2 separate regions of the Mus musculus genome follow, and region 2 is linked to region 1. Evidence: chromatin contacts called from public HiChIP or PLAC-seq data. All regions are on one chromosome and are shown on one strand. The core of a region is the stretch at or near the end of the contact, and the rest is flanking DNA. Distances in the headings are between cores, read along the strand shown. Region 1 overlaps Samd4 (sterile alpha motif domain containing 4). Region 2 overlaps Samd4 (sterile alpha motif domain containing 4).

Region 1 (4,834 bases), core at 733-3,232:
TTATTGCTACCTGTGCCCTCTCCTTTGAAGGTTGGAAGAGCATGAGGTTCCTTGTCAGAATTCTTTGTTGTTGTTTAAACAGGGCCTCTCTCTCTTCACATTCCTGTTGGGGGCAGAATGAGCGATGCTAGCACATTTTCAAGATTTTTGTGGCATTTGCCGATGATTTGAGCTTAGTTAAAACTCTAAAACCCGGAACAGTAAGGTCAAACTCGAGTCTCATGTGGTTCAGATGTTCAGTGTCCGGCTGCTGAGGTGATAGTCAGTATAACGTGTATATACTTAGCTCCATACACTTACCAGCAAGAGTTGGTTGAGAATATCTGTTGCTTTTTTAAAGCCTCTCTCTTACTTTCCCCCTGAAGGAGGAAGACGCTCTCCAGTGTTTAACATTTTTGCAATTTCACTGAACTCTGAGTTAGAGTGGAGTGTGGTATTCATTAGCAGCTCAGTCCTTGAATAGAGCCGAATTGTTTCCCTAAGACAAAGAAAGAGGCACTTTGTTGTCCGTGCCCTGACCTTCCCATTCCACCTCTGTACATCATGGGTGTGCACTTGGTAGGGTGGCTACGGTGCCGCCAAGATGTGCCAAATAAGAGCAACCTAAGGGTTCTAGGTTGAACCTTGGATGGGGAAAGCAAGACCACAACAGAATCAGAAGAGCGTGTTGCATTTGAATGTGAACTGCACACTAGGACATGTCCTGGTATCAGTTATCAGCATCCTTGTGTTGGAGCCCCTTGGTCATGTTAGGAAATGACGTCATAGTGGTTGCAGACTGAAGTCTGTATCTCCAGTGTAAAGCGACAAAGACTGAGGATTGATAATTTCCGGAAAGGTAGAGTCAGTTGTACTACAGAGTTAACTTTTGTACAGTTTGAAAGGATTTTTTAAAGGAGAAAACTAAACTGTTGTTACATTAAGCATTTAGCTAGCCTCTCAGAGCTTCTATGGCCAGAGCACTGGGTCTGGGAGGCAGAGCTTGTATGCCTCAGTGTTGTTCTGTGTGATCGCCAGAGAAATGGCAGGACCCTGGCCAACCTTGAACTGCAGATGCACCATGAATATCAGGGTATAATTCTACTCAAACCAAAAGACATTACTCATTGTGCATCTGTGAAGTGAAGTTAGCTGGAATGCCTGTAACTCCATTATTGAATCTGGCAACTCCATCCCTGAATAGCACTGCCCCAAGTCCCTAGGTGTGGGTGGCCCAGAGGTACACGTCTGCAATAAAGGACATACCTGACCTGGTCTGAACACAGGGCCAGGCTGTGTAACTAGGCATGATCACTTTGTCTTCCCTTTGATGGGTCATGGATCTGTGCTTTTTCCACCTCTCTGTAGCTGGAAGAATATTTTAAAGGGAGTCACCCACATCCTGACACTCCTTGGCAATTTTAAGATCTTCTCCCAACACTCTGGAGTAAAATGGATACTGGAATCTATTTTGACAGCTGTTGAAAAGCGAGGCTGTTTTTACAGGAGGTTAAAGAGGGTATTTGTAACACTCACACTTCAAGAAACCTTTTGAAAAGGTGTGCCCCTGTTCAGGCGAGTCTTTTGCAGAATTTAAATGGCTTTGGTTTTCACAGTTATATTACACATCATATCAAATGTAAAGGTTTCAAGGATCCTATAGCTAGCCATGATGCTTTTGATTAATTTCTACCACCAGTATAGCAATAGTATACTGCTATAGTATACTGCTATGGTATACTGCTATGGTATACTGCAGTAGTATAGTATGCCGTTTTCAATAACAGTGCCTTTTCGACTGTATAGTCTCTAAAAATAGCCAGCTTGTTATCAGCAGTCCCACTGAAAGCCCTTCCTCCTTAAAAGTGACCTTTGAGCAGTTTCATTAGGAATGAATATTTATAGCATTTTGTTGTTGAGCTGCTAAGAGAGGCTTGGTTCTAGATACGGTAACAGGTGGCTCCAGTCGGCCTGCTTCCGCCAAAAGCTGATCAGATGAAACGCTGCCTGACTTTACAATTGGACTGCGATTATGTACTAGACTGACATCACTTTTGGCAAGTTGTGTTCCAGTGTTGAGTTCCGGGTCCACAATGTGATGTCATATGCATGTCATGGTGGGAAAGAAAGCTTTTCCAACCATTTGTGACAGCTGAGGGGAAAATACCGGGGTCTTCAGGAGTAGACAGAGGGGCCGACTCTCTTCCGAGCTGTAGGTTTAAGCAACTGTTCTGATTAACCCTTTGAATTGAAATTTCCTTTAATCTCAGATCTCAGACCTGTGGCGTTGAAGGGGGCACTGTTGAGTTAAGCATCTTCAGAACGCTTTACCTGTAGTAGGCGCACAAAGTGGGACATGAGAGACTGAACTGGGCAACCAGTAAGGGCTACTATTTAACTTGGGCATAATTTAATGATTTGGAATAAAAGGTCTTTCCATTATGCTCTCTACCCAATTGCTTGGCCACACAACTACCATGTTTTCTGATTTAGAAAAGAATGTTCTGCTCTAGGTTTACACTAAATATGAATATAGCATAAAGAACTTTAAGTGTTAAATGGATCGAGTGAGTTTTGGCATGTGAGATAGTTCTCTTGTTTCCATGTTTTGTTTTGTTTTTAAATTGAGATTATAATTACATTTCTCCCTTCCCTTTCCTCCCGCTAAACCTGTGGTTCTCAACCTGTGGGTTGAGACTCCTTCACAGGGGTCACCTAAGACTATTGGAAAGCATAGATATTTGTATTATGATTTTAAACTGTAGCAAAATTACAGTCATAAAAGTAGCAATGAAATGATTTTATGGTTGGGGGTCACCACAACACGAGGAACTGATTTAAAGGAAGGTGGAGAACCACTGGTCTAGGCTGGCACCAGATCCCTCCTAACTCTCCTTCAAATCCATGGCCTCTTTCAGAATTGTTACTGTGTGCTTATGTGTTCACAGGAGCTGTTTAAGAGAAGATACACGTATTAGCTACACTGTCTCCTACACGGAGCAGTCTTATCAGTGTTACAAATCAGATCCTAGAGAACTGGGTAGAAAGGTGTTTCATTTTGTTTCGTTTTTAACAACCACATTCTTAGAGGAAGAACTGTATTTCTACTGCAGAAATTTGACAAAAGAGATAACAGCATAGTTCTTCAGGTTGTAAAACATCTTTTCTCTTTCCGTCAAGTCCACAATACTCTGATCATGGGAACATACTGCATAGAATATACATGTATTGTTTAGAGAAGACTAGATCAAAACTATCCTTGACTCTCATACAGGTCTAGTATTTTAACGACTGATGTAAATTCTGTAACTATAACATTTTAAATGACCATGTAGCATTCTGTTTTATGACAGGGCCACTTTCACTAAATCAAAACCCGTAGACTTGGACCTCCAGCTTATTTACCTCTTTATATTTTTAACAATGCTGTAATAAAAAAATCTTTTAAAGCAGTTATTAGTTCAGAATATATATCTATAGGTGCATTTTCTGGGTCATGCAGCCTAATACGTTTGGATTTGGGTTTGCTAGCCAACATATCTTTTTGCAAGGTTGGGCCTGGCATCCTCCCATGAACACTTAGGAGGCTCACTGACACAGTCTTCTACAGTGACTGCTGTGGATGAAAGGTCTCGCTGAAACTTGTGTCCTTACTGGATCCTTTTAGCGGCATTTCCCATGTTTTATGGTTCAGTGTGTTCATGCTTCCATTTTTTTTTCTGTCACAGTTTTCACTTGTTTCTTGTTAATTTATTAGTTCTCTGTCACATATATATTTTCTTTCATCAAGGATATATATGTGTGTATATATATATATATATATATATATATACATACACAAAACATATATATATATGTATTTGTATATATATGTATATGTATATCTGGTGTCTGGAAATTTAAAATTTGTGTGCTATTTATTGGTAGAAAAATATAGTTTTAGGATCAAGCAATGCTTCAATTAAAAGTTGTTTCTCGGGCTGGTGAGATGGCTCAGTGGGTAAGAGCACCCGACTGCTCTTCCGAAGGTCCGGAGTTCAAATCCCAGCAACCACATGGTGGCTCACAACCATCTGTAACAAAATCTGACTCCCTCTTCTGGAGTGTCTGAAGACAGCGACAGTGTACCTATATATAATAAATAAATAAAATCTTTAAAAAAAAAAGATTTATTTATTAAAAAAAAAAAAAGTTGTTTCTCAGCTGGGTGTAGTGACATGCACCTGTAATCCAAGCACAGGGCATGCTGAGGCAGGAGGATCACCATGAGTTTGAGATCAGCCTAGAGTACATAGAAAGACTTTTGTGTCAGAAAATCAAATCAATCCAAACCAAGCAAAATAAACCAAACCAACCAAACCAAATTAAAGTTTATGTCCCCCCCCCCCCAAATACTGTGGTTGCTTTTCTGATCATAGGAGGAGGTAAAGGTTAAATTCTAAATTAATCCTTTCACAAGAGTTTAAAAATTGTTAAAATTTCAATCTTAGTGTGTTAAGAGTTATGGATTATTTGTATATGCATTTGAAGACTATATCAAAGAACTCAAACAAGTGCATTTATTTTAGTTACAATTTTACAGTTTGGTCTATTTAATACCAATTGAAGACACATTAGTGATAAGACAAGAGTTAAAATGGATAAATGACTCCATCTGTGTGATATACGTGAGTGGTATTCTTAAAAATATTTTCTGCATCTGTCTTAGTCAGGGTTTGTGTTCTTGCACAAAACATCATGATGAAGAAGCAAGTTGGGGAGGGTTTATTTAGCTTACACTTCCACACTGCTGTTCATCACCAAAGGAAATCAAGACAGGAACCCACACAGGGCAGGAACTTGAAGGCAGGAGCTG
Region 2 (4,834 bases), core at 768-3,267, 110 kb after region 1:
TGCACATCTGGGCTCCTTACTCAAGGAAGGCACTCAGAGGATGGAGAAATGGGTTGGCATCATCAAAACTCGTGGGGATTGGACTTTAGTTTCCCAGGTTTAGTTCTCATTCCATACAGGCTGATGCTGGGGTGAGTCAGGAATAGGTTAAGGGACATAGACACCCCAAAGAAGGCTGGTGGGCATCTAGCGGAATGTAGCTAGCATGTCCCATGACTCCTTGTGTAGGATCTGCCTTCGGCTCAATGGTAGAGGTGTTCTCTCCTGTACTATCGTCACAGACGCTCATGCTGAGAGGCTAACTTGTGCTGTCTGGAAGGCAGGGAGGCAGACTCTGCAATGCTGGCTTGGTAATTTGACTTGGGGAGCAGTGGTTGACAGGATGTAATGAAAATCCAGATAATCAGCCCACAACTTCTGCTGGCAGACCACCACGGGAGGCCAAATTATAATCAGAAACCAATTTCTAAGTCGCCCCGAAAAATCTCGCCCCTTAATGTGGGCGTAGCTCCAGGCTCCATGGTCAGTGCATTCTTTCCCTGGAGGCACTTAAGGAGCTAACCCATGGTCTACCATTCCTGGTGAGCAAGCAATGGAGGCGAGGGAGGCAAGGAAGAGTTTAGTAGCAGCAAGTTAGGGACCTGAGTCTGTTTCAGAATAGGAACAGCAATGTCAGATGGATCAGACATTCAAAGCCACATGGCTAAAGCTTCCTTTTTTCCTTAGCAGCACTTGGTTATACATTAGTTACCTTTGGCCATGAAACAAATTACTCAAGGCTTGGCTGATTAGAACAATACATATGTAATCACACACTGTTTCTTTGGCTCTTGTAATGTGTGGTTGTGGCTCAGGGTCCGTCAGAATGCTGTCTGGAGCTCTAGTCATGTGAAGACTCTAAACAGGGCTGAGATTTCCTTTGCATGTGGACATTGGCAGAGGACCTCTGTGCTGGTGAATCTTATGTCAATATTAAACAAACTAGAGTCACCAGAGAGGAGGGAGCCTCAAATAAGAAAAGGCCTTTTGGCTAGTAGTGGCACACACCTCTAATACCAACACTGGGGAGGCAGAGACAGGTGGATCTCTGAGTTCGAGGCCTGTTTGGTCTACAGAGTGAGTTCCCAGACAGCCAGGGCTACACAGAGAAACCCTGTCTAAAACAAACAAAGAACAAGCGAGCAAGCGAGTGAGCGAGCAAGCGAGTGAGCGAGCAAGCGAGTGAGCGAGCAAGCGAGTGAGCGAGCAAGCGAGTGAGCGAGCAAACGAGTGAGCGAGCACATGAACAAGCAAGCAAGCAGGCAGCACCCCTCCACAGCTTCTGCCTCTCCAGGATCCTGCCTTGTGCGAGTTCCTGCCCTGACTTCCTCCTCAAGCTGCCTCTGCTCACGGTGTTCCATCATGGCAATAGACTAACCTTAATTAGGACATCTTTGGCTCCTCACCTGAATGCCCTCATTGGGTTGCTACCGGGCAAAGAATGACCTCTCAGTAGGACTGCCGACTTCCCTCAGAGTGAACCATCCAAGAGCAGAGAGCAAGGCAAGAGCTGCATCTTTTATACCCTGAACCCTAAAGTTGCACAGTGCCATCTCCACAACACTGCTTCAGGAGACTCCCTAAACGCGCCCACACCACGCCCCCCACCATGCCCCCAGACCTCAGAGAAGAGGATGAGCTTCCCTTCGGAGGACAGGTGTCAGAAGGAACCACTAGCACCCCAAAACCACAAAAACTATCCTCTCCATTGTCTCCGAAGCTCCTTTGGCTTCCCTTCCAGTTTTTGTAACTATAGCTACGCATTTACACAAGGTCGATGTAAGGACTGCATACCACAAATACTAAAATATCTAGCTCATGGCGGTTCTAGCGTGATAACCATCTGTAGCTGAAGCTGGTTTGCCTGCCTCCATGCTGCCTCTTCACTAGTCAAGGGACCGATGGCAGCTTAGTCGGTCCACCTACGTCTCTGTCTCTCTCATCAGCGAAATAAGGCTAGTTATGAGCTCTGCTACCCCGCCCCCTCTCGCTAAGCTTCTTGAGAGCGTTCAATGAGTAATTAAATGCACAGGGCTTACAAGAGAGCCTGGCCCACAGAAACCACTCAATACTGTTGGCTGTCAGCGTGACAGCTAGAGCAAGAGAAGTTTGAGCCAGTAGGTGTGGCTAGCCTCAGAAAGCAGCCTTCGAGCTGAGTTCCCAGGAGGGGTAAGCAAAAACCATGTTGTCTTCCTGGCCACACCACAACCTCAAACCATCTGACGGCTATTCCTGGGGATAGTGTTATTTCAGCCCTAGAAGGGACAAGGGACAGAGACCTCTCATCCCCAGGCTCTGCTGTGCCTCTTCCCTCAGAGTCCTGGGTTAATACTTGGCAGAAAGTGCTTGCTGGAGATAACCTGTCTCACTAGCACTCTGAGTCCTATTTATGTTTTATTTTTGTCCTGACATTTTTTTTTAAGACCGACCTTTTGTGAGGGCAGAATATCTAAACAGGGAAGTGGCCTAGCAGGAGTCTAGGAAATTCTTCAGCCTCACGCATTTTTTGGTTCCCGAATTTAATTGTAAGGATATGTGTGCTTGCAACCTGCCCCAGCTCACTGTTGGCTTATGACACACGTCTGTTCTTCCTCTGGGCCTTTTGTGTCCTTCCTGGGACTCTTGAGACCCTTGGACAGACGGCCTAGGTTTCTTTTCCTCCTAAATATAGCCATCATGTGAAGCGTGCCAGACTCATGCCCCGTGTCTGTCCTTCTTAGCAGAGACTGATGCGAAAGGATTGCTGTGAGCTAGAGGCCAGAAGGAACCACATAATGAGACTTTGTCTCCAAACAAATAAGTGAAAAATACCTCAGACTTCAAGAAAAGAAAAGGAAAAAAAAAAAAAGCCAGAAAATGGTGCCCAGTCTTTGCAGACAAAGGGATGGAGCTATTATGATGAGTTTTTGTTCATTTCCCAGACCCCTTTAAAAGATAGGCTCTGACTAGTGAGACACGTGATATTCTTACATCTGGTGGCAATCAGATAGATATTAAACCTAGTGGCAATTAGCTAAATTGTCAGAGAGGTAGGAAGGACCTCTCGAGGTCACCTGTCTCATGCCCTTCTCCTCCATTAGAATGTCTTTAGCCTGTGCCGAGCTGCTCACTAGCCATGGGCAGGGTAACACGGCTCACTCAAGTGCAGGTGTGTCGGTGATAACATAAGCCCTGGATTTCCAAAATTTAACTCAAGTCTGAAGAGGGATACATGTCTGTCTCCCTAGTGATCTGTAATGACTACCAGTTGAAATGATATTTTAGTGTTGGCCTAAATCAAGTAGCTTGTTGCTTTTTTGTAATTTGACTACTGCAAAGTTGCAGGTACTGTACATGGCTCATGTTATTTTACTAATTATCTGTGCTGCTAGTATTATATCTGGTATTATTAGTGGGGTGTCTAGCAGTATTCAGACACCCCACTCTCCACCCTATTCCCAACCCTTATCCTTCATCTCTCATCCCCAAATCCTGGGAACAGGATTAGGATTCTAGACACTTCTACCACAACTCTTCTGTACCTTTCATGATCCTGGCTTCCCACTTCTTCTCTGTAGTCTTCCTCCGTCTTCAGGTTAGTAGCTTCTGCTTCACACAGTGACTCTTTGGCATCCCAGAAACCCCCACATGAAGAGAGTCCAGTCTCGCTTCTTATTGTTAGAAGGGCGGTCCTAGCTCTCTGACAATTTAGCTAATTGCTACTAGATATAGTAACATCACAACTAGTTGTTCTTTCTTTGTCTTACAAGGAAGATATGAGGCACTTGTGATCCTTGCTCCATGGGTGAGAGGCTCGGCAAGATTGGGTAACTTCCTCAATATCTCCTAAGTACGTGGTGGCAAAAAACAACTTGAGCCTAGGTTTACCTGATTCTTAAATCTTCCCACTCAACTGATACATTCACCTGCCTCTCAGAGTTGGGAATCTTTTTAAAAATGAATTTCAAATTGGCTTTGGAAGGTAGGGGTTCTGGGAGATGAAAGAAACTCTCTGTAACACCCTCCTCCCTCACTCCTTATCGTTTTTTCCAACTTGGTAATATTTTAATGACTTCCTTTGTGTCCTCCCTCTATTTGTAAAACTAAACATCCAAAGCTGCTTACATCATCTTTCTCTGAGTCTGACTGATACAGAGCGAAGGGAAAGGGTTATTTCTACTTGTTTCTACTGCCAAGTACTCAATTGGTCCTTTCGGTACTTCATCCCATTTAACCCAAGGAAGGCAGAAGCTAATGGGACTTACTACCCATGACTGATGTGACAGTTAAGGCTCAAACAGGTTAAGCAATGTAACAGAGTGGCAGGCAGGTCTGGGATTAACTCCCATGCCTTACTCCAAAGACACCAGGTCCTGCAATGCCAATTGTTTAACTCTCTGTGATTGTAACATAATATCCAAGAGAAAATCCACTTAAAAAGAGGAAAGTTTTATTTTCACTCTCAATTTGGAAGATTCCAACCCATAATGGTTGGTTAAGAAAACTTGTGATAGCCAAGAAGCAAAAAGAGAAAGATGGGGTTGGGGGGGGCGTCTACTATCCATTTTGGGGATATACCCCAAAGTGATCAGAAAATCTCCTACTAGACTCAATTCTGAATATCTCTAAACTGGGGAGCACACCTTCAACGTGGGACTTTCAGGGAACTCAAGATGAAGGTACAAGGCTGAGGTTTTTCTTTGCAAGTACTCTGAAGAGGCCTTAGTACATGCCAATGAGTCTGTAGCTTAACCCCTCCAACCTGAAGACACCATGTGAAATCCACTGGGGATGCCCCACTCTGTGGATTAACTGT

What was found. HiChIP or PLAC-seq counts read pairs in DNA pulled down with a chosen protein or histone mark.
Region 2: an H3K27ac HiChIP or PLAC-seq map of heart atrium shows a contact between it and region 1, with 5 read pairs. The contact joins two enhancer-like sites. A contact is called at or near these places in 1 of 15 datasets of contacts at CTCF or cohesin (the NIH/3T3 cell line), 9 of 484 Hi-C or Micro-C datasets (bone marrow-derived macrophages, cerebral cortex, cumulus cells and 5 more) and 3 of 115 datasets of contacts at active chromatin or transcription factors (CD8 T cells, heart atrium and large pre-B cells).

Annotation. Positions count from the first base shown.
Region 1 is chr14:46,900,944-46,905,777 of GRCm38.p6, forward strand. The region is part of intron 2 of Samd4 (sterile alpha motif domain containing 4); the gene reads left to right. Among named protein-coding and RNA genes, the nearest start is that of Samd4, 20 kb to the left of the region's middle. Within about 2 kb of position 1,983, at least 11 of the 459 cell types and tissues checked have an H3K27ac peak or open chromatin away from gene starts, as enhancers often do. A contact at or near this core is called in heart atrium, where this site is marked.
Region 2 is chr14:47,009,289-47,014,122 of GRCm38.p6, forward strand. All of the region lies in intron 2 of Samd4 (sterile alpha motif domain containing 4), which reads left to right. Among named protein-coding and RNA genes, the nearest start is that of Gm52121, 3.6 kb to the left of the region's middle. Within about 2 kb of position 2,018, at least 42 of the 459 cell types and tissues checked have an H3K27ac peak or open chromatin away from gene starts, as enhancers often do. A contact at or near this core is called in heart atrium, where this site is marked.